Regions from separate parts of the Mus musculus genome. Here all the other regions are linked to region 3. A link is a contact called in public promoter capture Hi-C data. All regions are on one chromosome and are shown on one strand. Each heading gives the region's core, a stretch centred on a gene start, on an enhancer-like site or on the middle of the called end of the contact. The rest is flanking DNA. Distances are from core to core; before and after follow the strand shown. Region 1 holds the start of Pnpla3 (patatin-like phospholipase domain containing 3). Region 2 holds the start of Samm50 (SAMM50 sorting and assembly machinery component). Region 3 holds the start of Arhgap8 (Rho GTPase activating protein 8).

Region 1 (4,005 bases), core at 1,167-3,666, 550 kb after region 3:
TTGAGACAGGGTTTCTCTGTGTAGCCCTGGCTGTCCTGGAACTCACTTTGTAGACCAGGCTGGCCTTGAACTCAGAAATCCGCCTGCCTCTGCCTCCCGAGTGCTGGGATTAAAGGTGTGCGCCACCACGCCCAGCGACTGCCTTTTTTCAAGGAGAGTAAAAATGGATTCACTTCTGGAGGCAGAAAGGATTGTGTAAAATAAGGTCTATAAAATGCTCAGTCCAGAAAAGACTGTGTAAGCGGCTAGGCTCCGTGTAAACCTCTAAGCCAAGACTTCCCAGATCGCACAGTAGGTACACAGTAGTATTCACAGTCCATCTGCCCTCACTCTCCAGACCAGCCCTCTTTGACTAATCCACTCTGCCCTAGCACTTATGACAACATGAATCCTGGTTCCATGAGGCCAGGCATATCCCAGCCTTTTCTGATCCAACTCTAACTCTCACTCCCAGCAAACCCTACCCCAAGCCAGCCTGCTGAGCCTGGCTTGAGGGTGAACTCACACACTGGTAGCCAATTGCACCTACCTCCTCTGTCAAGTCCAGCCAAATGCTCAGATGCCCCAAACACCTGTGCCCGTTCCAAGCCCTGGGCAATGCACCTTAGCAGCTCCCACCAGAGATAATCTGTAATTTTGTGCCCTCTCTGTGACCTGACAGGATAGCCCCAGGCTGTCCCTGTCTTCTGAGCAGTTACAAACACCCCACTTTATCATTGGTTCTCAATCTTCCCAGTGCTGGAACTCTTTAATACAGTCCCTCATGTTGTGGTTGCCCCCCCAAATATACAATTATTTTCGATGATACTTCATAATGTAATTTTGCTGTTATGAATCATAAGTATCTGTTTCCCAATGGTCTTTGATGACTCCTGTGAAAGGGTCATTAGACCCCCAGAGAGGCTGTGACCCACAGGTTGAGAGAACCATTGCTCTATATGAAAGTGGGTGTACTTAAGATTCCTGGAGTCAATGCATTTAAACCATGTCCCAATAATCATCCATCGCTATTGGGCTCAGAGCCCTCCATTTAAGAACTAACTGCCTTTAGTGCCGAAGCCCAGGGTGTGCAATGGCCACTGGACTAATCTAGTCTTTCCAGAGGCCACTCTCACTGCCCTTTACTCCTGGCTCCCTCCTCACTGGGAAACCCAGACAAGCAGGCACACAGCCAGATTTGCTTGTCTTCTAATCCCTGATTCTCATCGGCTCAGGGTCTGCTCACCGATCCCATCCAATGGCAGAGCTCCGCTCATCAGCAGGGGCTTTCCCCTGCCTGCCAAAGTCTCTCCCTGCTGGCTGTGGCCAGCAGAGAGCAAAGAGTAAAGTGTTAAAGAGGCCCCAGATCAAAGAGGGTTGATGTGGGACATTGTCATGCAGCCTGGGGACCTTTGGGTGTCAGCAGTCCGCCCCCCCCCCCGTGGGCACTTAGCCAAGCCCTGCCCACAACCCCAAAAGCATCCGGCTATGACACTGGGAAGAGAAGGCATCACATCCTAGTAGTTTAGTGGGGGAGAGGAGAGTACTCGCCTCCTCTCGCTCATGGGTGCATGGGCAAATGTTTAATTAGGCCAAGATTCAAATGCCCTGAATGTCAGTGACATCGATCTGGGAAGGGCCGCTTATCTAGGCTAGTGAAGACAGGAGAGAGTGGAACTGGATCTGTCTGGGAACCCATTCCAGCTTCTAGGGAGTGTTCCAAATATTTCTCTAATCCACGTACCCCGCCCCCACCAGCCACCTCTAAAGGCAACCGGAGCATTGGACTGCCACTAAGGGTGTTCTAGTCTGGGTGCCTTCTGCCCTTCCTGGCGGCACCAGCCATGGGACACTAGCCAGAGCCACACAGGACAAACCTTCTGCGGCTCAGGGACCAGAGGACCCGGCAAACCTGCGTCGTTCCCTGCTGCTCAGGGATGACCCAGCTGACAGGACCAGGGCGCCAGAGCGGGTCAGGAAGAAGATGCTCGGAGCGCGTCTGCTCCAGCCGGCCCCGGGAAATCCCACGCCAGGTGACAGGCCCAGGGTCTCCAGCTGAGTGCTCAACGGCACCGGGAAGGATGAGAGCTCTCCGGACAGGTTTCTTCGGGCACCCCGGAAAGTGTTACCGATTCCCCAGGTGTAGCAACCCCTCCCCGCACGCGGGGCCTGGGTAGTGGCCGTGGACGCACCGAGAGGGAGACTGCACACGAAGGTGACCGCGTGCAGTGCACCGGCCGAGCAGCCAAAGAAAGTGCGCGCATCGCGGAGGAGGTGCGGGGCGCGCTCGCTCAGACATAGCGTAGCCCCGACGTGGTAGAAGCCCAGGAAGCCGCAGCCTGCAAACGACAGGCTCCAGCGGCGCTCTGGGTCATACATGGTGCTTGAAGCTCCGGGCGGCGCTGCAGTTCAGCTCTGCTCCCGGTGTTGCTGCTCTGAGCTTAAAGAGCCGCAGCCGCCTAAGCTGTCTTCGGGTGACGTCAGCTGAGGCCCCGCCCCACTAGGACCATGCAAATAAGCCAGTGGGAGGCCCAATGGGCGTACTGGACTCATGCCCCGCCCCATGTCCCTCCCGCGTGGGCTTTCCCAAATCCTAGGCTTGGATGCTTGCTGGGCAGAATGGCTCTTTGAATACCCTTTTCTTTCAGGTTCTGGATGGCACGCCGGTGGCACTCTCTCCTTTTCTTTATTACACGAGAGATGCTACCATCCACATGCTGTCTTTCCTTTATTTTCATGTAGGGTGTCTGTTTTTGCAGTTATTTATTTTGCTTTCTGTTCGTTTTTAATTCATGGAGAGAGGTTTTCTTCCTCCCTTCCTTCCTCCCTCCCTCCTTCCCTCCCTCCCTCCCTTCCTTCCTTCCTTCCTTCCTTCCTTCCTTCCTTCCTTCCTCTTAAAAAGATACTTAGGCTCCCCGCCCCCATGTTTATGAGTATTTTGTCTGCATGTATGTCTATGCACCATGGGTGTGCAGTGACCAAGGAGGCCATAAGAGGACGTTAAACCTCCTAGAACTGGAGTTGCAGAGGATTGTGAGCCATCGCGTGGATTCTTGGACTCCACTCTGGTGCTCTGTAAGAGTAGTTGTGGCCTCTACCGCTGAACCATCCTTTCAGCGCCTTGTTTAATTTTACAGTACTAAGAACTGAACCTCGGCCCTCCTGCATGCTAGGCAAAGGCTCTACCACTGAGCTGCCCTGGGTTCCTTTTTCTTTTAACCAGCTGCCTCCTTCAGTGACTCAGCCTGGACTTCAGCCTCTGGCCCCTTTGCCACAGCCTCCTAAGTAACTAAGACTACAGGAAGACAACACCAGGCAGGGAGGACCTGAAGTTTCCATGTACAAGTGTCACTTATAAATAAAATATGTGATTGGCCGGTGCCAATGAAGGCAGGAGTAAGGAAAGCTGGGAGCTAGATGGTTTGTGGTCCTGTCTGTGCCTCTTCTGACTACAAAGTATCTTTGACCAAGTATAGCAATACAATTTGTACACTACTCTTTTTTTTCTTTTTTTTTTTTTTTAGATTTATTTATTTATTTATTATATATAAGTACATTGTAGCTGTCTTTCAGACGCACCAGAAGAGGGCATCAGATCTCATTACGGGTGGTTGTGAGCCACCATGTGGTTGCTGGGATTTGAACTTCGGACCTTCGGAAGAGCAGTCGGTGCTCTTACCCACTGAGCCATCTCACCAGCCCCTGTACACTACTCTTTAATAGAATATTTTAGTTAAAATTTATTTTTAATATTCTTATGTGTATGGGTGTTTTGGCTGCATGCATAGCTGTGTACCACATTCAGGTTTAGTACCCATGAAATCTAGGAGAGAGTATTGGACTCTTGAGCATCTTCTTCCCAGCCCACTCCGGCACTCTGGTTTGGAATGCCCCCCCCCCACACACACACACACTTGGGTCCTACCAGCTGGGGCATCCCTGGAATTGGAGTCACAGACAGTTGTTAATCACTCTATGGGTGCTGGGAACCTAACCCAGGTCCTATGGAGAAGCAACATATGAACC
Region 2 (3,918 bases), core at 1,337-3,836, 530 kb after region 3:
GTGGACTCAGAGCAACATTTCAGGGGACTTTCAAGAACAGGCAGGCAGTATCTGGCTGCTTCCTGCAGTCAGGCCCCTCTACGGTGCCCACAAGCACTGATATGTGCGGAGCAAGGGGACTCTGGGGTTGCCTCTGCCTCCTCCTCCTCCCGGAAGGCTTTCTGCCACACGCACCTTGCACACAGGTTCTGAGTGTCAGGAAGGAGCCCAAGAGGATCACAACTCCTCCACACCTGCCCTGAAGACTGGTCTTCAGAGGACCTATGTGGAGACACACCTAGACTCCAAGCCAGTATAAGTGCCTCCATCACGAGGCCATGCTGGCTGCCTGCATCGTCTGAAGATCCACCTTAAATGCTATCTATCTTTGGAGGGGGTGAGGTACTCAGACAGGAACACAGGCCTTGAATTTACTGTGATTCTCCTGCCTCTGATTCTTAAGTGCTGCAATTATAGGCACGAGCCACCATGCCATGCTAAATATCCCCTCTGAACCATTCTGTGTGGTTTTGTGTGTGTGTGTGTGTGTGTGTGTGTGTGTGTGCGTGCTACAGAGAGACACACAAATAAAGAGAATACCCATGTGTGAAGGGTCAGACTCAAGTTCTCACAAACCCAGGGATGGTCTCATAGTCGCTACATAGCCAAGAACAGTCTGGAAGCCCTAAACCTCCTGCTTCCAACTCCCAACTTTCTGGAATTACAGCCACCATGTCCGGGTCCAAAGGGATACCTCTTAAATGTTAGAATTTTGTGACTTCAGACAGTTTCTCCCTTTTTTGGTACTCAATTCCTATTCATGGGATACTGATTAAATGCAATTTTCTTTTGTTCTTTTACTAAGTGAGGGGAAAAGAAAAAGGCAGGTGCATGCCTAGAGCCCTAGTACTCGGGCTGGCAATGGTTCCACGCTAATATGGGCACTTACCAAGGATGACAGACAAGACATCATTTCACGTCACTATTCATTGGGTTCCTGCTGTTAGTAATCTTAAATCACTATTAACGTCTGCCAAGTATGAAAACATCAGGCAGAGGAGGAATGTGCATGTGGATCCATGTGTAATCCAACGGTTGGCAAATCCGCTTTGTAAGGGCAAAGTCTGCATTCTATTATTTAAAAAGTTCCAATGGTCCCTCCTAAGATGGCAAAGCATGACACAAAGTCCTCCAGAGGCCACCAGCCCCACAATCTGGAGGGCAGATGTCACTGTGGTTCACACTTCTGCCACAGCTCAGTATCCTCCAGGACCTGTTTACCAATGGGGATTCTCTCACTACGTAGTGTTTGTTTTGTTTTGTTTTTAGACAGGGCCTCACTATATAGCTCTCGCTGGCCTAAAATTCACTGCATAGACAGGGCTGGACTTGAACTCACAACAAATTCACTGTATCTGCCTCCTGGGTGCTGAGATTAAGGGTGTGTAGTGCCATGCCTAGCTACTGGATCTATAAGCCCAGCTACTCAAAGGTATGAAGGATTCCAAATTCAAGGCCAGCCTGGACTACAGACTGAGCTCCAGGCTGGCCCTGACAGCCTAGTGAAGGAAAATAGTTGAAGAGATCTATGGATATAGCTCAGTGAGTGCTTGCCCGAGATACTGACACATGCTCGTCAGAAGCTTAGACAAGACTACTAATATGAGGCTAGCCTGGGCTACAAAGCCAAAGTCAGAAATAGGGATGGAGGAGATGCTGAGACAGCACAAGGGTCTTCTATAGTTTGCTCTGCCCATTTATGGGGAGGGAGCTCATTCTGCCCAATTCCAGGTTGCCAACTCAATGAAAGCCAACTCAAAAGTGAGGACAGATCGGCAGGCACAGGCACTCGCCCCTTAGGGCCTAATCACCAGAGTTCCATTCCCCAGTTTCCACACCACAAAGTAGGAGAAAACTGACTCCAGCTGTTGTCTTCTGACCTCCACATGCATGCACACACACACACACACACACACACACCCCTTTTTAAGCAATAGTGCTGGGTTGGAGCGATGGGTTCAGCAGGTACTGCTCTTGCAGAGGACCAGAGTGGTTCCTGACACCTATAAGGAGGCTCACAACTCTCTGGAACTACAGTTTCAGGGGATCAATTGCCCCCTTCTGGCCTCCACGGGCTATGCACACAAAGTGCGCGCGCACACACACACACACACACACACACACGCGCGCGCGCGCACACACTGGTGCACATAATAGTAACTGGAAACTGTAAAACAAGGCTGCAAAATAACTTGTTGTGTCTTGTCTTCTGACAAACCCTTCTTCCAAGCCTTGGTGCTGTAAGGTCACCTGGGGAAATTCCGCTGAATGACCTTGGGCAAGTCACCACTGCCCTCCCGACCGCGACAGACAGCCTCCGGCCCAAAGCAGCTCCCACACCCTCGCTGCCGCCCTTGCCCCAGGCGCGCGTGTCCCGCCCAGCCGCCGCGGGGGCCTCTCACCCGGGCGTGCACTGTCCCCATGGCTCCCTCTCCGGCTGCTGCCCCAAGGCGGTGCCCGCGCCCAACCAAACTCAGCTACAAACACAAGAGGCTCGGCTACAGGTCACGGAAGCTGCGTGCCGAGCGCCGCCATGTTGTACCACCTAGGGTCCGCCCCCTGACTCAAGACCCTCCGCTCATTGGTCCGTATGAGAGAGTGACCCGGATGTTCACAAGAACGCCAGGAAGCCCAGTGCAAGCGTGGAGCGTTCAGTGACGCCCAGAAAGCTGCGGTTATGGGCAGAGCTGGTCCCGTGAAAAGGCAACGGAGCTGAGCTCCTCGTTGTATGGGGGCTTACCCCGGTCTAGTCCTTGGAGCCTCAGTTCCACTTCTAAGGTGTGAGCAGAAGGGCGCAAGGAAGACAGAGTGTGTGCTCCGGGAACCGACGGGTCCAGTAAAAAGGGTCTGGGCTGAGGATGGGGTGGAGGCGTCTTTAAAGAGAGTTCGGTATGTAAAGATACTTGCCTCCAAGCCTGACAGCTTGGTTCAATCCTGCAGACCCACATGGTGTTAGGAGCGAACAGACTCTCAGAAGTGAATAAATTTCGCCTTCCCAGACTCCTCAGAAATGTGTATGACATTTAATTTATGTATTTACTTATTTATGAGACAGGGTTTCTCTGTGTAGCCCTGGCTGTCCTGGAACTCACTCTGTAGACCAGGCTGGCCTCGAACTCAGAAATCCGCCTGCCTGTCTCCCAAGTGCTAGGATTAAAGGCGTGCGCCACCACTGCCTGGCGACATTATATTTCATTTAAAGGTTTTTCCTGTGTAGGCCCGAGTGTCCTGGAACTTGCTCTGTAGACCAGGCTGGCCTCGAACTCACTGAGCTCCATCTGCCCCTGGCCTCCAAGTGCTGGAATTAAAGGTGCATGGACCACCACCACCCACATTCATATTTTTAAAAAATACTTATTTATTTATTATATGTAAGTACACTGTAGCTGTCTTCAGACACTCCAGAAGAGAGCATCAGATTTCGTTACGGATGGTTGTAAGCCACCATGTGGTTGCTGGGATTTGAACTCAGGACCTTTGGAAGAGCAGTTGACACGCTTAACCGTTCAGCCATCTCACCAGCCCCAGATTCATATTTTTTAAAAGATGAATGGAGCTCTCTTGAGTGTTCAGGTGAGGACGGTTACATAAACAAAAAAGACAGCTGTGCGTTTGTGTTTTGGTAGCAGAAACAGTTACTGTGCCTCAAAAGAATAATGTAATAAAAGCCACTGGTAGCTCTGAACTGCAGTTTACTAAAGATAGAGTGGGGTTCCTGTCCTCTGACCTGCAGTCAACCTGACACCACTGCACTTGACCACTGAAGCCTAGCTTCCTTTTCCATCCCCTCCTTCCGGGACACTCCTGACCTTTTTCTCGTTAAGCATCTGCAAAGATGGGGCCCATGTTCCCGTGAATCTGAGCCTGACACCATGCAGG
Region 3 (4,352 bases), core at 438-2,937:
TTTTTTTTTTTTTTTTTGTATTGTCAGCTTTTGGAAGGTTGAGGCAGGAGGATTACCTTGAGTTTAAAGCCAGCCTGAGCTAAATAACAAGACCCGTCTCCAAGAAAGAAAAGGGGGGGAACCCCAAGCTCTCCCAAAATTCCCCTGAAGCTTTATCTGTGTCATGTGACCAGCTCAGTGAGATGATGGGGACTCAGGTATTGGGATGGTTTTCTGGTGTGATGAGAGTCTACGGCCAGGCACCTCTAGGTGACAGCTCTTGGCTACCCTATTATATATTTTGGTTTATTATTAGAGACAAGGTCTCACACACTGAGGCTGGCTTCAAACAACTATGTGGCCATAGATGGCTTTTTGTCCTCAATCTGATAAAAGTCCTGGGATTACAGCCTCAGGCCACCACACACCTGGTTTATGTGTCTCAGGGAAACAAACCCAGGGCTTTGTGTATTCTAGGCAGAGGTTCTACTAATTTAGTTACATCCTGCTGTTCTCTTTAACTGAGGCCACCTCTATGCCCCTCATTGACAGGAAACCCCCAACCTTACACAGTTCTCCAAAGTTGCACTTTACTGTTAGCGGATTCAAGTACATACCCGGGGCTCACCCATTTAGACTTCTTCTGGACCACCCAGCAACCTAGGGCCACACCCACCTGCTTAACTCCCACCCCATCTTCCAGCTCTACTGCAGCGTCCTCCACAAAAGTCCCCACACCCCCTGGCTTCGACCACGGAGAGCTTATTCTGGGCTCCCGAGAGCTGAGAACAGACAAGAGGCTGACCTGACCTCTGGGAACAGCTGGACTCAGACTTCCAGTTACCTGCCCCCTCCTCCATCCCGGTTCTGACTCGGGGAAGGGTTTGGCGGGGCATTCTACAAGGAACTCATAAACATATCTTGAAACAACAGAGGCCAATGAAGATTGCTTACTTTCCGAGGCGTACTGAGTTCTCACTTCGACCAAGTTCGCCCTGACTGGCTGACAGCGCGCGCACTAGAATCTAGTCCCAGAGCAGAACCTGGGACCGCCAGGCCCTTTCCCCACACCAGCCAAAAGAACTAAGGAATGCCACCCCTCCCCCCAGTGGCCTCCGCAGTTCCCCTAGCAGGGCCTCGGCAGCTAGCTACACTGACTGCACCTCCCTCTTAAGAATTCTCGAATTCTCGGGAGGCCTTTGCCAGGTTTGGGAAAGTGAAAGAAGCCCGCAGCAGTCTGCCTTACCTAAGTGGGGACTTCCCAGGCCCGCGGCCTATAAATCTTGGGAGTTGCACCCAGTGTGACAACGTGACCAGACAGACCCCAGTCTCGGGCCCCAAGTGCGAGTTCAGCATCCGCCCTGGCCTCAGTGTTGCCACCTGTTAGGCGGGAAAGATGCCACCATGATGCGCTCAGGTTTGGTGCGGGAGCCGAGGGGCTACTGCCATGTGCTGACCCCGGGGGCCCAAAGGGGACCGAACCTGGGTCGGAAGAAAAGCAGGGGGCACAGAAAGCGGGGACAAGGTGGGGAGTAGAGGGACACCCAGGAGAAGTTGGGACGGGAAGAGGCCAGGACCAGGGATAGGAGCCGCGCCTTCCCACCCGAGCAGGTCCCCAAGGGGGGGACTCACCGGACCACCGAGCACCTCACCTGGTCTCTGCAACGCCAGCCACACACCTGGCCCGTCCCCGGACAGGCCCCTCCCCAACAGGCCCCGCCCAATGTCAGAGCGCACAGCCGGGAGTCCCCAGGGTGGGCGGGACCAGGGTAGGTGGTTCTAACTCTAGGCGGGAGGGAGCTACGGGACGCTGGCCCTCAGCAGCTGCTAGCCCTCACTTTTACCCGCATTTGAGATGCGCCTGGTGAGAGGGGAAACAGGAGATCTGTGCTGAGTTGGAAAACACAGCCCGCGTCTCCAAGCGTCCGACCTGCTCTCCCAGGCCTGACCTCGGTGCGGGTACGGGGCTCTCTGTCTGCTGCCTCTGCCCTTGGGGTGTCGGGGTGTCGCTGTCCCTTCCCTTCTGAGTCTCCAGCCCTTCGTAGCTATGGTTCAAAACCACTCCCACAACCCTATGACTTGCCTCTAAGCACAAAGAGGCCTTGGTGACCTAGGGAGAACAGACCAGAGGTGGGGGCACGTAGGTGGTTTTACCAAAGCGTGGACTTCTGCCTCCAAGCTTCCGGACTTCACGCAGAGCCTGCACCTCTTTCCGGCTACACCTCATCTCCTGCCTCTACCTGTTGTCCACCAACCTAACGGCCTTGAATGATCTCAGCTCTCACCCTAACCCCAAGCTCAGGCTCCTAGCTGTGTTGGATACCCAGCCTATGCAGGGACATACTACGGCCTCCCAACTCCTCCTCATCTCATTCTTCCAATGGTGCGGTCCAAACTCGAGTCCTCCTCATATTCTATGTGTGGTCCACTCTCAAGCCCCAAGAGCACCTACAAAGTATGTCACTGTACCACATGCTGACCCCAGGGGACCAAAGGGGACTGAACCCAGGTTGGAAGGAAGGCAGGGGCACAGAAAGCAGGGACAAGGTAGGGGGTGGGTGAAGTTGGTGATCTCCTAGCCTCTTCCTCACTGGTCCATCTGTCTCCACACAGGCTCAGAGGCCCCTTTCTGAAGATTCTCACACAGAACTCCACTCGAAGTGTTCCCAGTAGATGAGGCAGCTCCACAAGCCAGCTGAAGGGATCATGGCCCTAGGGAACATTTGTGGAGCAGCTAAGAGAGCAGCTGAGACATCACTCACCTCTAGAGGGTGTTGTGACTTCAGGGGACAATCAACAGAAACCACCATCTCCAGTTTCTGGAAATAACTGGGTCTCAGCCAACCAGCACAGGCCCCACGGAGGGCAGGCTCCTCCAGTGGATCTGATGGACCTTACTGGATGGGGAGAAAGAGAAAACATGGCTTGCTGCATCTACCATCTCTACCCTCGTGGGGGAAGCTTGGCTCACTGTGGATGCTTAGTGAAAGTCGAAACCATGCCCACTGACCTTTGCTGAACACACAGCTGAAGCCCTGTGACAGAAGACAGCTTAACAAGCAGGTAGCATGCGTGATTTCTTCCTGTAAGAGTTTAATGTTTTTCTATTTATTTTTATTTCATGGTTATGGGTGTTTTGTCTGCATGTATGTGCATATACCACATGCAATGCACACAGTGTGCCCTTGGAGGTCAGAAGAGGGCATCTGATCCCCTGGAACTGGACGTACAGGGGGAAGGATCAAGATGGCTGGCTGATGAATCTAGATCCAACTGCATGAGCAGCCAATGTTCTTAGTCACTGTGCAATCTCTTCAGTCCCATTGCGTGTAAGTTTTACAGGAGATGGAGAAACTTCACAAGGAAAGGAGGACCCAGAGAGACCAGCACATTGTGTATTTTCATGCTTTGGTTTTAGGAAGGGTATTAGTCATGGAGGGATATGATAGGAGGGCAAAAGGTTGGAGCCTAACTGTAATAAACTGAGGGAAGTCAACCCCTCCTCAGTCAAACCTCTCCGGAAGCACCCCCAGAGCCATGCCCACAAGCATCTCTGAGGTTGAATCTTAGCCTTCAAACTCTCACAGCTCTGTCCTGCATCAGTTTTCCCAAGGGCCGTATTTGGGAGCAGTGTGTTCTGAGCCAACATCACTAGCCATCTGGTCACCATGGTGGGTGGGATCTAGGCATAGGATGAGGCAGAGTTGGCAAGGGCTTGAGTCTGTGGTTAACACTGCTCATTCCCTGGATCGAACCTGCCTGTGGCCTCTCTTTTATTTATTTATTTATTTATTTATTTATTTATTTATTTATTTATTATATGTAAGTACACTGTTGCTGTCTGAACCTGCCTGTGGCCTCTCTTTTATTTATTTATTTATTTACTTATTTATTTATTTATTTATTAATTTATTATATGTAAGTACACTGTTGCTGTCTTCAGACGCACCAGAAGAGGGCATCAGATCTCTGTTACAGGTGGTTGTGAGCCACCATGTGGTTGCTGGAATTTGAACTTTGAACCTTTGGAAGAGCAGTCGGGTGCTCTTACCCCCTGAGCCATCTCACCAGCCCGCCTGTGGCCTCTCTTACTTTAGCTGCAGGCACCAAAGCTGTCTATGATTGTTTGAGCTTGAGTTTTCTAGTCCACAGGATTTGAAGCATCCTGGTGGAAAAAGCAACCTTTTAAAAAAATTTTTTTCCTGGCAAGACCAGGGATTGAAGCCAGTGTCTTGCACATGCACAGAAAGCTGTGCATGCAGCATAAAACCACAGCTCTGGCTTTCTATCTAAATTGCAAAATTGTTGCCCTTTGACAATGCCAGCAGTCCACGGATGAGGGTGGGGTTATCCCAGGGGAGGCCTCTGATTGG

What was found. Promoter capture Hi-C pulls out the DNA fragments that hold promoters and counts their contacts. Capture Hi-C pulls out chosen DNA fragments and counts their contacts.
Region 1: a promoter capture Hi-C map of adipose tissue shows a contact between it and region 3, with 2.8 times the contacts expected there. The contact joins the promoter of Pnpla3 here to the promoter of Arhgap8 in region 3. A contact is called at or near these places in 3 of 39 promoter capture datasets (hematopoietic stem and progenitor cells, hippocampal neurons and liver), 1 of 115 datasets of contacts at active chromatin or transcription factors (extraembryonic endoderm stem cells) and 2 of 9 other capture datasets (adipose tissue and liver).
Region 2: a contact with region 3 is called in a promoter capture Hi-C map of hippocampal neurons, with 4 times the contacts expected there. The contact joins the promoter of Samm50 here to the promoter of Arhgap8 in region 3. A contact is called at or near these places in 9 of 39 promoter capture datasets (the 3T3-L1 cell line, 3T3-L1-derived adipocytes, the C10 cell line and 5 more), 2 of 484 Hi-C or Micro-C datasets (3T3-L1-derived adipocytes and B cells), 7 of 115 datasets of contacts at active chromatin or transcription factors (astrocytes, embryonic stem cells, extraembryonic endoderm stem cells and 3 more) and 1 of 9 other capture datasets (adipose tissue).

The regions. Positions count from the first base shown.
Region 1 is chr15:84,166,227-84,170,231 of GRCm38.p6, reverse strand. Pnpla3 (patatin-like phospholipase domain containing 3) reads right to left here and starts at 2,416. Exons shown (of 8, transcript NM_054088.3): 1 at 2,172-2,416. The coding sequence starts at 2,358. Mir6392 (microRNA 6392) reads right to left here and starts at 1,962; the gene lies at 1,855-1,962.
Region 2 is chr15:84,190,908-84,194,825 of GRCm38.p6, reverse strand. It overlaps Samm50 (SAMM50 sorting and assembly machinery component), which reads right to left and starts at 2,586. Exons shown (of 15, transcript NM_178614.5): 1 at 2,442-2,586. The coding sequence starts at 2,462.
Region 3 is chr15:84,717,387-84,721,738 of GRCm38.p6, reverse strand. It overlaps Arhgap8 (Rho GTPase activating protein 8), which reads right to left and starts at 1,687. Exons shown (of 12, transcript NM_001164628.1): 1 at 1,632-1,687. Gm20556 (predicted gene, 20556) reads left to right here and starts at 1,473. Exons shown (of 3, transcript NR_040347.1): 1 at 1,473-1,748; 2 at 2,593-3,042.